Regions from separate parts of the Mus musculus genome. Here regions 1, 2 and 3 are each linked to region 4. A link is a contact called in public HiChIP or PLAC-seq data. All regions are on one chromosome and are shown on one strand. Each heading gives the region's core, a stretch centred on a gene start, on an enhancer-like site or on the middle of the called end of the contact. The rest is flanking DNA. Distances are from core to core; before and after follow the strand shown. Region 1 overlaps Plekhm1 (pleckstrin homology domain containing, family M (with RUN domain) member 1). Region 2 has its middle 19 kb from the start of Arhgap27os3. Region 3 has its middle 11 kb from the start of Adam11. Region 4 overlaps Nmt1 (N-myristoyltransferase 1).

Region 1 (4,713 bases), core at 1,329-3,828, 340 kb before region 4:
GCCTCGAACTCAGGAATCCACCTCCCTCTGCCTCCCAAGTGCTGGGATTAAAGGCGTGTACCACCACCACCCGGCCTAGAGGTTTTATTTTTATATGAACATTTTGCCCAAAAATGTAAATGTATCACATGCACACATGGTGCCTGTGGAGGCCAGAAGAGGGCATCAGATTTCTATACTGTAGTTACAGATGTGAGCTCCATGTGCATGCTAGGCAGCAAACCTGGGCCTCTACAAGAGCAGCCAGTGCTCCTAAGCTGAGCCACCTCTCCAGCTCCTGCCAAGCAAACCTTTTCCTTTTTTCTTTTTTTTAGGATTTCATATGTGAGCACTGTCATTTCTAGCCCTCCTACCTCCAGCACTCACTTCCAAGTTCATGATCTCTTCTTCTATGCTTCTTGTTGCTACCCTCACACGTATACAAACACATACTTGTGGATATAATCTTCTGCATATGGGGGACTAGACAGCCTACTAGTGCTCATCCTATAGAAGGCTGATTCTCCTCTCAGCAGCCATTGTAAATGAATCTGCTTGGTTGGTTGTTTCATTTGAGACAGGGTCTTACTGTTTAGCCCTGACTGATCTGGAATTCCTTATGTAGACCAGGTTAGCCTTAGGCTTACAGAGATCTGCCTGCTTCTGCCTCCTGAGTGCTGAGATTAAAGGAATGTGCCGCAATGCTCAGTGTCAATAAATTAAAATAGTAGCAGTAGTAGTAATAATTTGTGAAAGTAAAAGTTAACCAAAATTGAAAAATGTGGTTACTTCTGGGGAGGATCAAAAATAGCAAGACAAACAAACCCCGAAGTTTGTCATTTAAATCAGAGAAGTTAGTGTAAATTATAACTTGTTAATTTTTAAAATTCAACTTTCCAAACAACACCCTCTGTTCAGATTAAGTCAGAATAAAAGTGAAGTATTTATCTATAACTTAATACTTGCTTCAAACCGGTTCTTCTGCAGTTCTGTCTAGTTCTTTGCTAAACACTAAAGATTTGATACACTCATATCTATGATTGTATGATTTTCCCACCAACACCTGGTGTACATTTGGAATTGCATGCCTTATATATGTTATTGTATCAGACACAGTGGCAAGTGTTAGAGACATGAGGAGAAAAGAAAAACCAATTTCTGTCTTCAAGCAATGGCCTCTGCGGGGCATGGTGGTTCAGATAGATCTCTAGATTCAAGGCTAGCCTGGTCTACAAAGTGAATTCCAGGACAGCCAGAGCTACAGAAATCCTTTAAAGCTTTGCTCTAGGCCTAGGCTCTTAGCTAATATAATTATACATCTGTGGTCTTGACTGGTCTTTCCTCCCCACAGTGTTGGGGATCTAATGGAGGGCTGTAACTGTCAAGCATACTCTCTTGAGCCACACTTGCTGGTCCTTTCTTTGTTATTGTTCTAAAGAAATACTCTGCCTCCTTAGCTTGTCTCTGCCGAGTGCCCCCAAGCCACCATTTCAGTAGTTAAATACAAGATTGATGTTTAGTTTTAAAAACCAAAAGATACGGGACTGGAGAGATGGCTCAGCAGCTAAGAGCACAGGCTGCTCTTCCAGAGGTCCTGAGTTCAAATCCCAGCAACCACATGGTGGCTCACAACCATCTGTAATGGGATCCATTGCCCTCTTCTGGTGTGTCTGAAGACAGTGACCATGTATGTACTCACGTACGTAAAATAAATAAATAGATATTTTAAAAAGAGAGAGGGAGAGATAGGGCGCACTTGTTGCTCTTGCAGAGGATCTGGGTTTGATTTTCAGCATCTACATGGTGTGTGGCCCACAACCATCCATAACTCCAGTTTTAGGGAATTTGATACCCTCTTCTAACCTCAGACACTAGGCACACATGTGATACACATACATACATGTAGGCCAAACACTCACACATACATTAATAAATTTAATTAAAACTTTTTCTTTTAAATAAAAAATAAAAAAAAAATAGATGTACAAAACCATTTCTTCTGTATGCCGGATCTTCACTTGCCACAATAGCTAGCTTTGCAGAAGGAGTCTAGGTTACATACATAAGTGTGTGTGGTCACACACCTCAAAAAACAGGCCCTGGACTACATTCCAGGGGCTCCACATAGGACTTCCCTCTAAAGTCTGCCCTTGTGTTTAACACAACTTAGGTCATCAAGAAGAAGCTCGTGGGATCCGTGAAGGCTCTGCAGAAACAGCATGTGTCTCTGGACACAGTGGTCACCAGTGAAGATGGAGATGCCAACACCATGTGCAGTGCCCTGGAGGCTGTGTTCATCCACGGCCTGCATGCCAAGCACATCCGCGCCGAGGCTGGCGGCAAAAGGAAGAAGCACACTCACCAGAAGGCTCTGCCTCAGCCTGTCTTCTGGCCCCTTCTGAAAGCCATCACCCACAGGTGAGATCCGTCAGGGAGAGAGGAGCTTCAGCCTGGGGCGCTGGGCTCCTCTCCAGGGTGGCACAGCCAGAAGCAGTGTTGTGGTGTAGTCGCTATGCAGTGACTGTAGGGCTAGGCTTAAGGAAGGCTTGCCTCCAGACCCTGAGACACTCCTCTAGAGCCTGTGGCTTCTCCTCACCCCAGCACTAATGACCTTTAGACTCCGCTAGGCTGAGTCATGTACTTACTGCTGAGTGGTGTGGCCTGAGAAGACTAAAGTATCCCCTCTCCTTTTTTTTTTTTTTTTTCAAGACAGGGTTTCTCCTTATAGCCCTGGCTGTCCTGGAACTCACTTTGTAGATCAGGCTGGCCTGGAACTCAGAAATCCACCTGCCTCTGCTGGGATTAAAGGCGTGCGCCACCACGCCCAGCAGGAAATGTTGCTGACTTGCCTTTGAATATTCAAGTCTGTCTTCTAAATTTAAAATATATGTTTTTTAAAATTTTATATGTGTAAGTATCCCCCTACATGAGTATCTGTGCACCATGTATGTGTCTGGTGCAGGGCACACAAGCCAAAAGAGGATGCCAGACCCCTGGGAACTGGACCTACAGATGATTGAGCCAGCCACCATGTGAGCGCTGAAAATAGAACCTGGGTCCTCTGCAAAAGCAGCCAGTGCTTTTAACCAGGGAGCCATTTCTCCAGCTCCTGTATTCTGAACTTTATGTTCATGATGAGGTATGTGTGGCACTTAGCCTAGAAACCAGATATATTTCTGAATATTCACCCTAAGGCCCTGTCTTTGGCCTTGTCCTTGGCTGCTTAGACCCTATGCTGGTACCTAGCACTGCCTCCGTAAAGTGTTAAGTGCCTGAAGACACCTTGTCAGTCTTTGGTCTGCCTTCCTGTAGCTGCTGATAGTGCCCTGTCTTGGTTTTTTTAGCTCTCTTCCAAGTAACAGTGTGTTTCTTTGTTTTTAAGTTTTGTTTTAAGTTTGTGTGTATGAGTGTGTGCCTGTGTGTCTATGCCACATGCATGTGGGTGCCTATGGAGTCCAGAAGAGGTAATCAGATCCCCTGGAGCTGGAGTTATGAGTATGTGAGGCACTCAACATATGTGCTGGGACTTGAACTCAGATCCTCTGGAAGCACAGCAAGTGCTCTTAACCACTGAGCCACCGCTCCAGTCCCAGAGACTGAGTTTCTAGTTGTCTCTATATCCAGCTCAGTGGTACCCTGAGTCAGTTAGCCAGTCAGTAATACTGCCGAAGTTAAGTACAGCTTACACTGAGTCCAGAGGACTGGGGGTACACTTCTGCACAGGACACCGTGGCAGCAGAGAAGGGGACTGTGGCTGTGTCAGACCGAAGCTTTGGGAACTGAGTTTGTGCACCTAGGGTCTGAGTGTTCCCTGCAGTGCCAGCTGCTCTCGACTGAGAGCGAATCTCAGTAGTCGAATGCTTGCCTAGTGTGCACAAGCTCTGGCTTTATTCCCTAGGAACTGGGGTTGGACTCAGCCGGTATGTCCTGGGTTAGCAGATGATGTTTGGTAGCTAGAGCTCAACAGCTCAGCTTTCCTGCATTCCCGAGACATCGTCCCCAGAATTTTATGTCTGAATACGATCATGTTTTCAGTACTTTATCACTCGTTCTTGCTAAGCAGTAGCTTGAACCACATCTCTGAGATTTGAGGCAGTTTCTTGCAACACATCTGCTCTGTCCCCCTGCAGACACATTGTCTCAGATTTGGAGCACCTGGTCTTCATCAACACAGATGTAGGCCGTTGCCGAGCCTGGCTGCGGTTGGCCCTCAATGACGGTCTGATGGAGTGCTATCTGAAACTGCTCCTGCAGGAACCTGCACGGTTGTGCGAGTACTATCAGCCCACAGCCCTGCTTCGAGATGCCGAGGAGGCTGAGTTCCTCCTGAGCTTCCTGCAAGGACTAACATCCTTGTCCTTCGAACTCTCCTACAAGTCAGCCATCTTAAATGAATGGACACTCACCCCATTGTCGCTCTCTGGGCTTTGCCCCCTCTCTGAACTCGACCCTCTCACTACCTCTGGTGCAGAACTACAGCGGAAAGAGTCTCTGGATTCAATTTCCCATTCCTCGGGCTCTGAGGACATCGAAGTCCAACACTCAGGCCATAAGATCCGCAGGAACAGGAAGCTCACTGCCTCTTCCCTCAGCCTGGACACAGCCAGTTCATCCCAGCTGTCCTGCAGCCTAAATTCTGACAGCTGCCTGCTCCAAGAGAATGGTCCCAAGAGTCCAGACCATTCTGAGGAACCCATGTCCTATGACTCAGATCTGGGCATGGCAAACACCGAT
Region 2 (4,271 bases), core at 1,527-4,026, 270 kb before region 4:
ATAAATACTTGTTCATGGGTGAGAGAGATAACTCAGTGGGTAAAGAACTGTGACAACAACCTTGAAGAGCCAAGTTTGATCCCTGGAATCACATGGTAGAATAGAGAGAACTGGCTCCCCGAAGTTTTTCTCTGCATATTTATGTGAACATGGATGCGAGTGCACGCACATGCACACACACACACACACACACACACTGTAAATAAATGTAATATTCATTCACAACTGAAAATATCAAAAGGCAAGTATCCGGAGACCACATTCCAACCCTGCCCTTTTTTTAAAAAAAAAATATTTTTATTCTATTTTTTGCATGGATGTTAGTGGAGGCTAGAAGAGGGTGTCAGAGCCCCTGGAACTGGAGTTACAGGTGCTTGCAAGGCACTAATGTCAATGCTGGGAACCAAACTCAGGTCCTCTGGAAGGGCAGGGAGCACTTGTAACTGCTGAGCCATCTCTCCAGCTTCCCCCCTCCTCCCTGACATTTCTTATTGAGTGATCTTAGCAGGTAGCTTGCACCAGGCCACTCATCTATAAACTGAGACATCTACATCTGCCTCAGAAGCTGTCCACGATTGCACAGTGAGTCTTGTGCAGCTTTTCCAACCCTGAACCTAGTGCAGGTATGTTTGTGAAATCACATTAGTCTTCTAGGCTAGCCCCGGTCCTAGAGATTTACAGCCACAAGACCACCATGCTGGGCCTGTGAGTCCTTTGATCCCAGGGTCCTGCAGCCGTCTTTTCTGAAGACCTCAGAACAGCAGTGTCTCAGGAAAGCTACTTTTTATATGCTTTGAGGCAAGGGTGTTTGAGGTAGAGCGCCTTGCTAGACCAAAGCGGAATGAGTCTCATTATATTGACAAGAGGGCAGGAAGGGAGCCTGCCTTCCTGGGCCTTTCAAGCCTGGGTGTTCTCCTGCTAGAGGCCTTAGAAAAAGACCTTTGATATGAGATTCCTTTTACTAAAAAGGGGTGGAGGTGGGGTGCCCACCAACAGAACACGCTCCATCCTGCAGTACTCACATGCACCACTAGGTGGCAATCATCAGAAAGACTCTGCGGCCAGTCTTCCTGTATTGTGTTGTATAGCGTTGAGACAGAGTCACAACGCAGTCAGACAGGCCTCCATCTTGCTATAGAGCCAAAGATAACCTTGAGTTTCCCATCCTCCTGCTTCTATATCCCAAGTTCTGGAATAGCAACACACCAAGATCCTTTCTTCTCCTTCCCTTTTTCCACCTCCTCGTCCTCTGTCTGTAAGTCTGTGTGTGTGTGTGTGTCCCGTGTGTGCATGTATCTGCTAAGGCCAGAAGAGAGTATCTGATCCCCTGGTGTTGAAGTCTCAGGCCACTGTTAGCATCCAGGGCCCACCATGGCCTCCTACATAACTGCTATGCACATCAGTCCTGAGAGACGCCAGTCTTAATGAGCCCTACTATGCTATGGGACTGCCTACTCCTCTGGCCTTTGCACACTCCTTACTGTGTGTCTTTATGTAGAATTCTGTATTTTGTCACAGGCACAAAGTGTCCCAGCCACCACCACAATCAAAACAGAATGGTTCTATTGTTTCAAAAACCCCCATATCTGCCAGACATGGTGGTGCATGCCTTTAACCCCAGCTCTTGGGAGGCAGAAGCAGGTGAGTCTCTGCGAGCTTGAGGCCAGCCTGGTCTATATAGTGAGTTCTAGGCAAGTCAGAGCTACAGAGTAAGACCCTGTCCAAAACAAAAACAAAAACAACATTCTTGGGAGACAGCTTACCCAAAGAACACCTGCTCAGAACGTGAGAGGCTCTAGGCAACCTCTACTACCAAAACTGGGGAAGCAGGAATGGGATGGAATTTCTATTTTATGTTATTTTTATTTATTTTTTCAAAAGGTTTTATTTATTCATTTAATGTATGTGAGTGCTCTATCTGCATGTACACCTATGTGCCAGAAGAGGGCATCAGATCACATTACAGATGGTTGTGAACCACTATGTGGTTGCTGGGAATTGAACTCAAGACCTCTGGAAGAGCAGCCAGTGCTCTTAATCGCTGAGCCACCTCTCCAGCCCTAACTTATTATTTTAAGTTCATGAGTACTTTTGCCTGTGTGTAGGTATTTGACTGGTGGCCACCTGTGCCAGAAGAAGACATTCAGATACCCCGAAACTGCAGTTACAGACAATTGTGAGCTGCTGTGAGGATGATGGGACTTGAACCAGGGTCCTATGCAAGAGCAACAAATGTTTCTATCCTCATCAGCCCCCCTCCAGGGGTTCCTCTATCTTCACATCTCCCTGTCTCTTCCCCAATTGACAACCTGGTCTTTCTCCATTTCTCATTTCTTCCTTTGAAACGGTTTTGTAGATGAACTCATACAGCGTGTAGCCTCTGGAGACTGGGCTCTCTGCACTGGGCACAAGGGGCTTCAGACCCAAAAGAACCAGTGATGAGGCTTGTGGTTCCGAGGACTGCCTCTGATAGGTTTTTGAAAAGTCACTCCTAGCTTGAGGTAAAGGATAAAGGGAGGTGAACCAATTTGGAAACCTCCAGAGTTCCGAAGAATAACCAATCCTCCACTCTGGCAGGTCAGTATTCCACCCTCCCCAACCCCACCCCAACGCTCCCTACCTCTACCCATGCCCTGCCCCCACCCCACTTCCACCCCCACCCCTCAGCCCCTACAGCCTGGAAACCCGCCTTGCTTCTCACAAAGGTGCTCACCTTCCCGTAGCATCCTCAGCGAGTGACAGGGATGCTTGGAGCAGAGCTGCCAGCAGGGGGCACGAGAGCCCTTTTTCCTGAGAGGTAATCCCACAGACACACCCAGAGCGAGAGGGGACACTTTGGGACTTTGTATGAGCCAAGCGAACCCAAGTGTCTTCTCCAGTATGTCCTAGCCCACAGGTTTCCGTGTGACTTTAAGCTCTAAGGCTGGGGTAAAGCAAAGGACACATACCCTTAGAAGAGACAAAACTTGGAAAGGAGATGGGGGGGGGAGCTCCCCCAGTCAGAGGTCATTGTTGTTGAGGATGTCTGAGTACCTCCCCCCACCCATGCTACCTCACATTTCCAGGTCTCCCAAGTCCGCGGTGGCGCTGGGTATCAATTTCTCACCCCACTCACGGCCCCTTCTTCTCTAGAGACCCCTTCACACTCCAAGCGTTCTCTAACACGCTCTCCAAGCATGCATCTGGCCTGGGCGAAGGACCTTAACGAGCCTTTGCTGTGTGCTGGCACCAGATGACACTGAAAACCTGGAAGGAAGCCCTGCCAGACTGAAGCGGACGGGCTTTGTCATGATGCAGCTGTCTGAGGCGCCTGTGCTCCTGAAGAGCAACCCCAACAATCACCGTCTCCACGAACAAGACTCAGACATGGGGGCAATAATTTCTGGTCCATTGTTGGTGCCTTATGCAGGGTAAGTAAACAGGTGTTTACACCTCCCAGGGAAAAGCTGCCCAACTGCCCGCTGCCTCCTGTTTGCTTGAGAAGCTTTTGCCCTTCCCAGGCTGTCTTTTCCATAAACCCAAGAGTCCATCAAGAATAGGAGTTTTTGTCTGTCTGACTGGCTGACTGCTGCTCCTTGTCACCTACACATGAACACTGAACGATGACTGTCCCAGCATCTCCCTTCCCTCGGCACGCTACTCCTTCCAGCCTTCTCTCTCCTCAGTCTTCTAGCTGTGAGCTCCCAGAAGGTTCTCTGCCCCACTTTACATCAACCAACCAACCTGTCTCACAGTCTGTCTCCACACCGTCAGCCGAACAACGTTCCTCAGGTGTCCATCACATTCTGTCAACCCTCCTAAAGACCCTCTCCACATTCAGTGCTCAGATGCTGACTGGGCGGTGTGTGAGGCTCACAAGGAGGACGGCACCAGCTGGCACAAGTACAAGAGGTGCCCAGGTCCTATCCAGAGTGACGAGGGCACAGAAGCGTAACAGTGAGCATGCGTGCTGCCGTCTAGACGCTGTTTCTTTTTTAACTCTGTGAGATGTTCCTGGTACATCCAGAGAAAGTTCCCAGAGGTCCTGAGTGCTCACCTCTTTATTCCTTTCTGAAACTTATTTTTACTACTGTTTGGGGTGTGTTTATGTGTGCATGTGTGTAGGTGTGTGTGTGAGTATCTGTGTGTGCACATGTGCATACACTCACACGTAAAGACCTGAAGTCAATGGACTTCATGTTGGCTGTCTCCTTCAACCTCTCTACACTCCACTCACTGAGCATTCAGTGACATTCACAGCCAGCATGCACAGCCTGCTAGCCAGCTTGTCC
Region 3 (4,275 bases), core at 1,180-3,679, 310 kb after region 4:
TGGGATTCTCATTATGCAATCTTTCCTGGGGTAGGAAAATTCTGGAAAGTGAGAAGGACCTTGCTTGTGCATCTTGGAGGGACCCAGGAGCTCTCTGTACACTCATTTCTAGCTAGCCAGAGCTACTCACTCTCCACCATGCCAACGGCCACCCCTAATACAAACAGGACAGAAGAGAGTGGGAAGGAAAGGGGAGGGGAGAGAAAGAAGAAGCCAATGCTGTTAACCTTAGGGTTCCTTCCCACCTGGAGGAGGGACAGATTGGGCTCACGTGGGGAGCCTGGCCCGAGAGGGGATGCCCATAAAGTCGTGGCTGAGCTGGGTGATGATTTGATCTGCTCCTGTATACGGATGGTGTTCTCGGGCAAAGCCCTGGGGCTGAGCACTCTGAAGATGTTGCCCAATGGGAGGCACAGGGAGTTAAGATACAGCTACGGTGGGGCAAGCTGAGATCCCAGCACTTCTAGCACTGGGCAAGGCAAAGAGGGGACTGGGCAGGCAAGGGTCATCCTTGACAAACTGGGCTCCCCCAGAACAGTGTGGGGAGTGGTGGCCTACTAGGGAGGGGGCTCACCACAGGGAAGTCTGCAGAGGCAGCATTCACAGAACCCTTCTTCCTCAAATGAAGCAAGTCAGACAGACAGACAGACAGGCAGGCAGGCATCTTCTGCAAACATCTCTCTGGAATTTCAGCCCTGTATTGCAAAGAGCCTAAAGGGTGTTGCTGTTTGGCTGTCTTAGCAAATTCAGCAAGTCCAATCCCTTTTATGGACTTTAAAGGTATAACACAAACTGTAGGAAACATGGAAAAGCCGATAAATTCGACTTTATACAGATGTATATAGGGTAGAGGTCATAAGCACAGTTAAGAGAGAAGCCACTGATTCCAAAACTATGTACAAGTTAATTTTAAAAGGCTGGTGCCCTAATGCATGCAGGGCTCCTTACAAAGCACCAGGAAAGTGATCAATAACCCAGGAAAACGAGCAGAGGGTAGCCAGAGGCCTCACACAGAAAACCCAAATGACCAGACAGAACTGTTGACGCCATTCATTGTAAGAGAAAATGAAGACTAGGACTATATCATACATGCTCCAATTTATCAGTTTGCTAGAATAACAAGGGGCCAAGGAAACAGAGTGTGTGTATGTGTGAGTGTGTGTGTGCATGTACATGTGTGTGAGTGTGTATGTGTGTGCATGTACATGTGTGTGAGTGTATGTGTGTGTGTGCATGTGTGTGTGTATGTGTGTGTGTGTGAGAGAGAGAGACACAGTGAGTACATATGAGTGTATGTGTGTGTGTGAATGAGTAAATGAGTAAAAAATAATTTGGCCACACTGAAGAAAATTATAAATGTAGGCACCCTCTGACCCAGTGTCGCTACCTCAGGACTTTATTACCCACTACACATTGATTGTAAATACTTACTCACTGCAGCTAATCTGTGTCCATTAGCAAGAAACAGGTTAAACAAAGCACTGCAGATTCAGGCAATGGTATATTCTGTAGCCAAAGATTGGGGGGGGGCATTTAAAGACGCTTTTTAGTAGCAGTTATAAATTATTTAAGGTATACTGGGGGAAGCAAGAAGCCGCACATGGAGCACCATTTGCCCCAGGACGGAGGTTAAAACGGTCGGATGTGCTGTGTGAATGTATGCGAACTGGAGGATGGATGTGGAATCCACTTTCACTTTAAGCCTTTTGTAGTTCTTGAATTTTGAGTGCAAGTGCATGCTATATATGTATGCATGCTATATTTATAGTGCCATATATATGTATACATGGATATCTAACTATGGAAGGGAAGTGAGAGTCCCGTTAACTAGCCCATAATCTTTCTACTTCTGGAGAGCGAGGATTACAAGTGCGCGCCCCACCCCACTTAATTATTTTAAAAATGTGAAAGTATCCGTTTCTTTCCTTAATTCTTATACACACGAATGTGGGGCTTTATACACACAAAGATCCCTGATTTAGGTCAATCCTTGCAAGGCTCCTCACAGCCCAAAACCAAAATTCATTGCTTCATTACCCTCCCCCTGCCCCACCCCCTTACAGCTTTCTCAGCTCCACTGCAAACCCAAGGCCATCCCAGGCCTTGCTCTGCGGCACACCTAGGGCATCTGCTGTCTGGTATCTCTTGTACCTTCTAGGAAAGGGACAAAGGCATTGGGGACTTCAGCCTTGACTCCCAGATGCACCCTCATCTATTGCGCGGAGTCTTTCCCCATCTGCCGCACAAAGGCGAAGGCACAAAGGGGAAGGCATCTTTCTCTGCTCTCTCACACTGCTATTTCCTGACCTCAGTTTCATCTGCTCAGGGACAGGGGTTCTTCATGGCTCTACAGACTCTAGGGCTGAGTCTTCCTTGTTCCACTGTTGACTCCATGACCTAACCCTGTGACTCAGAAGTTAGGAAGGATCTGACAACATGCCAGGCATGTCCTGTAATCCCTAGGGAAGCTGGGACATTGGGACAATGAGGTCAGGGCCAGCCTGGGTTACACAAAGAGAATTTGTGGAGGGAGGGAGGGAGGGAGGGAGGGAGGGAGGCAGGGAGGGAGGGAGAGACTTCAGTTCACACCACTGATGGGCTAAGAAATGAGGACTGACTAAGGGTGTGGGCGTGGGGCACTTGCTGTATTGGACTGACTAAGGGTGTGGGCGTGGGGCACTTGCTGTATTGGACTGACTAAGGGTGTGGGCGTGGGGCACTTGCTGTATTGGATGGCCATGTGACACACAGGTTTGTCAGGGTTCTGGCTCTGCAGATCCTGGGAATTTGAAAGTTCACTGACCAAAGTAGAGAAGGAATTCAGCTCAGGTGATGGATTCAATGGCCTCTCAGACTCTTTCTTTTGTTCTGTCTGTCTGTCTCCCTCCCTTCCTCCCTCATTCCCTGGCTGCCTCCCTCCCTCCTTCCTAACTTCTGAGCTTTTAGGACTGCAGGTAATCAGAGATTCTTTGCATATGTCTGAGTATCCTTGATGGCCCATGGTTGGGATTAACCCCAAGGCTTTTTACGGGGCAGGAAAGTGAGGAAAGCTATGGTCTCCTTCCTCAGCCCTTGGATTTTGGAGACAAAGTCCTACTGTTTAGCTCAGGTTGGCCTTGAACTCGTGACTCTCCAGCCTTGGCTGAGGTTACAGGTGTGCACCATCATGCTTGACTCTTGCCATTATAGATTCTGATTCTGCAAGTATGGATAGAAGTCCAGAAGCCTGCATTTATTTAAAAAATATTGGGGACCTACTTTGTGTCTATGTAGTTGGTGTATGTGCACATGTGTTTGGGTGCATGTGCACTTAAGTACAGAGAGGCCAGGGAAAGCCTGCTCTTTAACTCTCTACCTCATTCCCTTGAGACGGAGCCTATTACTGAACCTGGAGCTAAGCTGAAAGGACCCTCACAGTGCTGAGGTTACATGCATGCACCCTCACAGTGCTGGGGTTACATGGACAGTTATGCCAGGCTTTTCTTATGGGTGCTGGGGATTCAAACTCAGATCTTCACACTTGCCCAGAAACTGTTCTTACCCACTGAGCCATGTCCTCTGCCCCTGGGACTTGCATTTTTGGGGAACCAGGAGACTCTGATGACTCTCATATATATATGAGTTTCAGAAAACAGCCTTTTGCTCTCCAAACACTTTTAAGTCAAAATCTTCAGTTAAAGACCACTGTGTAAATACGGCTCCAGTGACCTCTTCTCTGGGCTGAGTTCCCAGAAGAGTCTTTGCCAATGGAGCGAGCTGATGATCAGTGCCAACTCTGACCAGCAGGCCCCTGAGGGTGGACTTTGGCCTGTAACCAGCCACGGTCCTCAGGAATCAAAAGGACTTACCTGGTACAGTGTGAGCTGCCTAACAGTGTTGGAGCCTCTGGGTCTCAGAAAAGAAACTTCAGGAAAGGATTTAGACAGATGGCAGCAAGGATGAAACTTCCCGAGACACAGAAACCTTCCATTTTGACTACAGTGGGGGAGGGAAAGGTCTGAGGAAGGACGCCAGCACACGTTCCAGCCCTCGTAAGGCTGCACCGCAACCTGTATCTGTTTCTCTACATTAAATGTGTACAAGGAACTCTGTCCTTCCTGGTTTGTCTTCAGATGCCTTACTGCCACATCCCAGTGTGTGGGTAACATAAGTGGGGGTACCCTATTTTATACCCTATTTTAAAGGGAACCAGAAGGCTCTGGGCCTGGTGAAGAGGTTACAATTTGGAAGAAAACAAGGCTGGACCAATAGCCATGACTACAGACTCTCGAGTTA
Region 4 (4,540 bases), core at 1,550-4,049:
TGTCTTCAGTGTGGAGCTCAAATCCCTACAATCCATGTAAAAGCCAGATGTAACAGTGAAAGCACCTGTAATCCTAGTACTCCTACAAGAAGAGAGGTAGAGACCGTACAATATGCACAATAACTTGGGCCAGCGAGCTTGGTGTACACAGAGGAAAAACAGTACATCAACACAAAACAGCTGCATCAAAACAAGGCTGAAGGCAGAGAATGACCCTGGAGGTGTTCATAGACACACACACACACACACACACACACACACACACACACACACACACGCACGAGTGGACCTCTAGCCTCTGACTCCCTAGGTCTCTCTCTAGGGACTGCTTACTTCATCACAACGGTCTCCACGGTGACCTCTCTAACCCTGAAAATATATCTACACTGGGTTCTCATCCAAACCTGCCTGGAATACAGGGGAGGGGTTATGGGATGACACCCAGGGAAAGACATTCCCAAAGCCCCTATTCCCCACCCCCCAAGACAGGGTTTCCTGTAGCTTAGGCTGGCCTCAAACTTGTTATCTAGCCAAGACTGCCCTGGATCTCCTGATCTTCCTAGTCCTGAGTGCTGGGATCACACACACACACACACACACACACACACACAGCAGCTTTCCACACCTACTTTGTCAATATGGAACTAGACTGAAGGACTCTCTCAAGACAGGATAATGACCCTAACCCAGTCCTGTGCCCTTAACAAGCTGAGCACATGGGGATCAACAGATTCGAGCTGCAGTCCTCTGAGCAGCAAGCACTTGGTGTGAGTGACACCACCTGGTGGATGTGCTGAGGCCACTGAAGGGAACTAAAGAGCTCACGGCCCAGTGTCCTGAGGCAGGCATGGCTGGAGAACAGGACACTTGGGGGGAAGTAGGCAGACTGAGATCTAGAATTGAAGATCTGGTTACTTCAGGCTGTCCAGTCCCTCAGTGCCAATTCTGGGTATAGGGGAAGGATTAGAAATCTGGCTTCTCTCACGAGCTCTGCAGCCCTCCCCTGCCTGCCTTGGCAGAGGGAGTGGACACTTGAGAGCTGACTAGTCTCTGGACTATGTAGGACAGACAGAGATGAAGGTTAGTAAAGAGATCCATTTTCTATCTACACTTCACTTAGGCTAAAATTACAGGGAAGCAGTCTTCTTTGAGCCCAGCAGCAGACAGCAGGGCTACTAAGCCAGGCATAGACGAGGCAGGAGAGCCAAGAATAGAAAACAAAAACAAACCTTTGTGGACAGTAAGGCACAAGAGCCTGGAGACTAGGGGCTGGTGAGTGGAAACCTCTCCCACACCCTCGCTCCTGCCCACCACCCCGGGGCACCACTGGCCTCTGGCAGTCGGTAGAGCTTCATGGTGCGCTGCATGGTCATATTTCTGCTCAGATGGGAGAACTTCACTTCAATCAGCTTCCGAGGGTTTAGGGATCGATGCCAGTACCTGTAGGAACATAAATGTCCTGGCCTCAGAGGACTCTGGGTAGTCCCACTCATTAAGAGGACAAGGGCAGGGGACCTCAAGGTGATAGCAGGTGTCATGAGGCAGCCCCTCTCTAGAAGAGCAGCCTCAGCTTCCTCCAGGGGGCCAGGGAATCTTCCCTCCCTGCTCTTCCATTTCAGAAGCCATTCCTTGTTAGATCAGGTGTCTGGGGAGCACAATCCTCTCTCCGGCAATCAGGCCAGGGGAAGGCTGACAATGCCCAGGAGACTGGCAGGCAGGCGCTCGCTCCCCCTCCCGCCTGCTCTGTACTCTCCTGCAGTTATTATTTATGCAGCTCTCTAGGCAGAGAGGATTCAATTGTTTCAAACAACTTTCTAAGATGGAGGTCATCCTTAGATTACACAGGGATCATCAGACAAGCTCCCCTTGATCCACAAAATATTCATAACCCCTCCCCCCACTCTAACTGCTGGCAATCCCAATTCGACAATGTCTAATCTTTCTTCCCACTCCCTGAACCATACTCTCCCTACATTCCGAAATCTTCTCCATCTGCCTCTTTCCAGTACCCCATCCCCAAAAAAACTTGGCCCAGAAAAGGGCAATGCTGTGTCTCGGGGACATTCCTCCTCCCCTGCATTCCCAGGACCTGCAGGAAGCAACTCTTACCTGCAGGTGCCCACAGGCTTTGGCAACACCACTCCGGCAGTGTAAACAGCTTGGAAAATGCCCTCCAGGTGGACCCGCCGGGTGATCTCTCGGATCAAAACTGGAGCCACCCTCTTAGAGCGCAGCTTCTTGTGGACACACAGGAAGTTGATCTCCACCATCTTCTTCTCTCTGAAGAGAGGCAAATTGCTGACTTTCACAACTTTCCCCATTCAACGTAAGAGGAATCTTGCCAAGCAGGCAAACCTCACTCGAAGGGATGCACTCGGCTGTAGTCTCCATTGAGTAGTCACTACTGGGGACCCCACCCACTACCACTTTCTCCTTGGCAAGCTTGCCTCACACCATCTACTTCAAAACAGACGGGGGCGCCTTCAAATGCCTTTCTCTGAGGGCACCCCTAGCACTGCCCTGTGGAATCCTGAGAGTGGGCTGGGAGGCCCACCTGAGGCAAGCAATGGAGAAACCCCAGAGTAAATCAAGGCTCATCTAGATAGGAGACAAGGCTGATCTTGAACCTGCTAAGTAACTCGGGCCAGCCTTGACCCAAGCTTAGATTACAGGTGTGTCCCAGTGCCGGCAGATACTCCAAGGTTTTGGTTCTCACATGAATTTACAGCCTGTACACCCAGAAGATGGCCGCAGATGACTGTGAAACCATCTGAGCCTGAGTCACACTGGCTCCTGCCCATTTCTGACGCTGCTCAGTGTGTCAGCGTGTGACTGGGGCAGGAATGCAGGCGTGGATGGCCTCACTACAGGTCACAGACAAGGCTACCAGCTACAACTTAGAGATAGCCTCACTATGTAGCCTTGGCTGGCCTTGAACACAGGGCTCCACCTGCCTCTGCCACCATGTGCTGGGGTTAAAGGTGTGCGCCACCATGTATGTCAGAACATGTGGTTCTATGACTAGTGTCACTCCCAATACACAGATGCCTCCACTCCACCAGCCCCTCCATCCTCCTCCAACAGTGACTGCGTAGCCTTCCTCTTCCAAAACCGGCAAGATGATGGCCACAGGGCTGGTGCTTACGTGTCATAGATGTGGATGTTTGCTGGGATGGCACTGATGAACCCAACCAGTTTCCGACTTGAGACCACTCGGACCCCACAGTGCCACTGTGGGAGCCAACCTGGTGGCCGGAGAGCCCTGGAACAGAGACAGGGACAGGAGCTGTGGCACTGCTCATAGCAGGCAGGTACTAACACCTGGGGTTAGCAACTGTATTCTCTTTAGGACCAAGACTTCCTGGACACCAACACATCAAGACACAACCGTTTCTCACAGCACCTTCTTGTGCTGCAGATGGTGCCCAGTCTCGCACATACATTCCAGGCAAGTTCCTTGGTACCACACTACAGCACCACACAAGGTTCTGTAGGTCCCCTAGGCTGGCCTGAACCTTGTGACCATTCTGGTTCAGCCTTTTAAGTACAGCCGTATGCTAGGTTCTGTGTTTCTGTTTTTTGAAACAGGTTCTTATGGTGTAGCCTCAGCTGGCCTCGAACACACAGAGATTTGCCTGTCTCTGTCTCTGCCTCCCGAGTGCCGATTTTAAAGGTGTGTGCCACCACGCCCAGCCTTTATGTTCATCTCAAAGCTTGGACTGGAGGTCTTCTACGCAAAGAGCCAGTCGTCCTTTGGTAAGGAACTACACGGTGCTCTGAGACCCTGGGCTCTGTCCCGCCTCTCAGCATCGCTCCTTTCTGCTTTCCCTACCTCCCAGGGTGATCCTGCTCCACTTCAGCCTCGTGCCTCTATCTGCTGAGAGGTTGAGTGTAGCCCAGGATAGCAGATGGTTTATCCAGGATAGACTTTTTCTATAATTGAGCATGCTCAATAACTGGATTGTAAGGAACTTTCTTTCCAATCTTAAGGGCTCTTCTGCTCTTCTCCCCTTGAGAAAGTCACCATGGAGTATATGGTCTTTGCTGGGAAACAACTCTGCATGTCTCCCTCTAGCAATTTATTTTAAGGAAGGTTTCAGTTCTAAACACCACTTAAAGCAAGTCTCCAGATGTACAAACTGAGGGACACAGAGATTTCACACTCAGCGGCTGGCTCTTGGGATCTGCTACCTGCTTTGTCTTCTAACTAGGAGAGGTTTTGGAGACTGGAGACCAGGCTATTATCACACTAAACCTCTGGCTCCTTCGATTTCCTAGCCTCCAGAATCATGAGAAACAAATTCCTATTGTTTCCAAGTTAAATAAAGATATAAAAGACACCCCTTATGACTTACCACAAGAGAAACTCTGGGGAATAGTCGAATCGGAACATATTGTCATCATCTTCCACGTAGTTCTCGTTCAGGAGGGTGTACAGCTCTTTCAGCTGCGGAGAGAGAGGGAGCTCACTGAGATGCTCTGCCAAACGGGGCAACTTCAACTCCACGCAGCGCCAGGCTTCACAGAAGGACAAAGCAAA

The links. HiChIP or PLAC-seq counts read pairs in DNA pulled down with a chosen protein or histone mark.
Region 1: an HNF4G HiChIP or PLAC-seq map of pancreatic cancer cells shows a contact between it and region 4. The contact joins two enhancer-like sites. A contact is called at or near these places in 2 of 115 datasets of contacts at active chromatin or transcription factors (double positive thymocytes and pancreatic cancer cells).
Region 2: a FOXA1 HiChIP or PLAC-seq map of pancreatic cancer cells shows a contact between it and region 4. The contact joins two enhancer-like sites. A contact is called at or near these places in 2 of 15 datasets of contacts at CTCF or cohesin (the NIH/3T3 cell line and large pre-B cells), 5 of 484 Hi-C or Micro-C datasets (the Ba/F3 cell line, muscle stem cells, myocytes and 2 more), 3 of 115 datasets of contacts at active chromatin or transcription factors (epiblast stem cells, microglia and pancreatic cancer cells) and 2 of 9 other capture datasets (adipose tissue and liver).
Region 3: a contact with region 4 is called in an HNF4G HiChIP or PLAC-seq map of pancreatic cancer cells. The contact joins two enhancer-like sites. A contact is called at or near these places in 4 of 484 Hi-C or Micro-C datasets (the G1E-ER4 cell line, cerebellar granule neurons and cortical neurons) and 3 of 115 datasets of contacts at active chromatin or transcription factors (embryonic stem cells, epiblast stem cells and pancreatic cancer cells).

What each region holds. Positions count from the first base shown.
Region 1 is chr11:103,394,711-103,399,423 of GRCm38.p6, reverse strand. Plekhm1 (pleckstrin homology domain containing, family M (with RUN domain) member 1) reads left to right here. Exons shown (of 12, transcript NM_183034.2): 3 at 2,150-2,397; 4 at 4,110-4,713. Among named protein-coding and RNA genes, the nearest start is that of Plekhm1, 16 kb to the left of the region's middle. Within about 2 kb of position 2,578, at least 43 of the 459 cell types and tissues checked have an H3K27ac peak or open chromatin away from gene starts, as enhancers often do. A contact at or near this core is called in pancreatic cancer cells, where this site is marked.
Region 2 is chr11:103,323,911-103,328,181 of GRCm38.p6, reverse strand. No RefSeq gene overlaps it. Among named protein-coding and RNA genes, the nearest start is that of Arhgap27os3, 19 kb to the left of the region's middle. Within about 2 kb of position 2,776, at least 10 of the 459 cell types and tissues checked have an H3K27ac peak or open chromatin away from gene starts, as enhancers often do. A contact at or near this core is called in pancreatic cancer cells, where this site is marked.
Region 3 is chr11:102,748,080-102,752,354 of GRCm38.p6, reverse strand. It overlaps the pseudogene Gm39501. Among named protein-coding and RNA genes, the nearest start is that of Adam11, 11 kb to the left of the region's middle. Within about 2 kb of position 2,429, at least 40 of the 459 cell types and tissues checked have an H3K27ac peak or open chromatin away from gene starts, as enhancers often do. A contact at or near this core is called in pancreatic cancer cells, where this site is marked.
Region 4 is chr11:103,055,105-103,059,644 of GRCm38.p6, reverse strand. It overlaps Nmt1 (N-myristoyltransferase 1), which reads right to left. Exons shown (of 12, transcript NM_008707.4): 5 at 4,356-4,447; 6 at 3,146-3,262; 7 at 2,110-2,280; 8 at 1,332-1,440. Among named protein-coding and RNA genes, the nearest start is that of Gm42090, 9.7 kb to the right of the region's middle. Within about 2 kb of position 2,799, at least 32 of the 459 cell types and tissues checked have an H3K27ac peak or open chromatin away from gene starts, as enhancers often do. A contact at or near this core is called in pancreatic cancer cells, where this site is marked.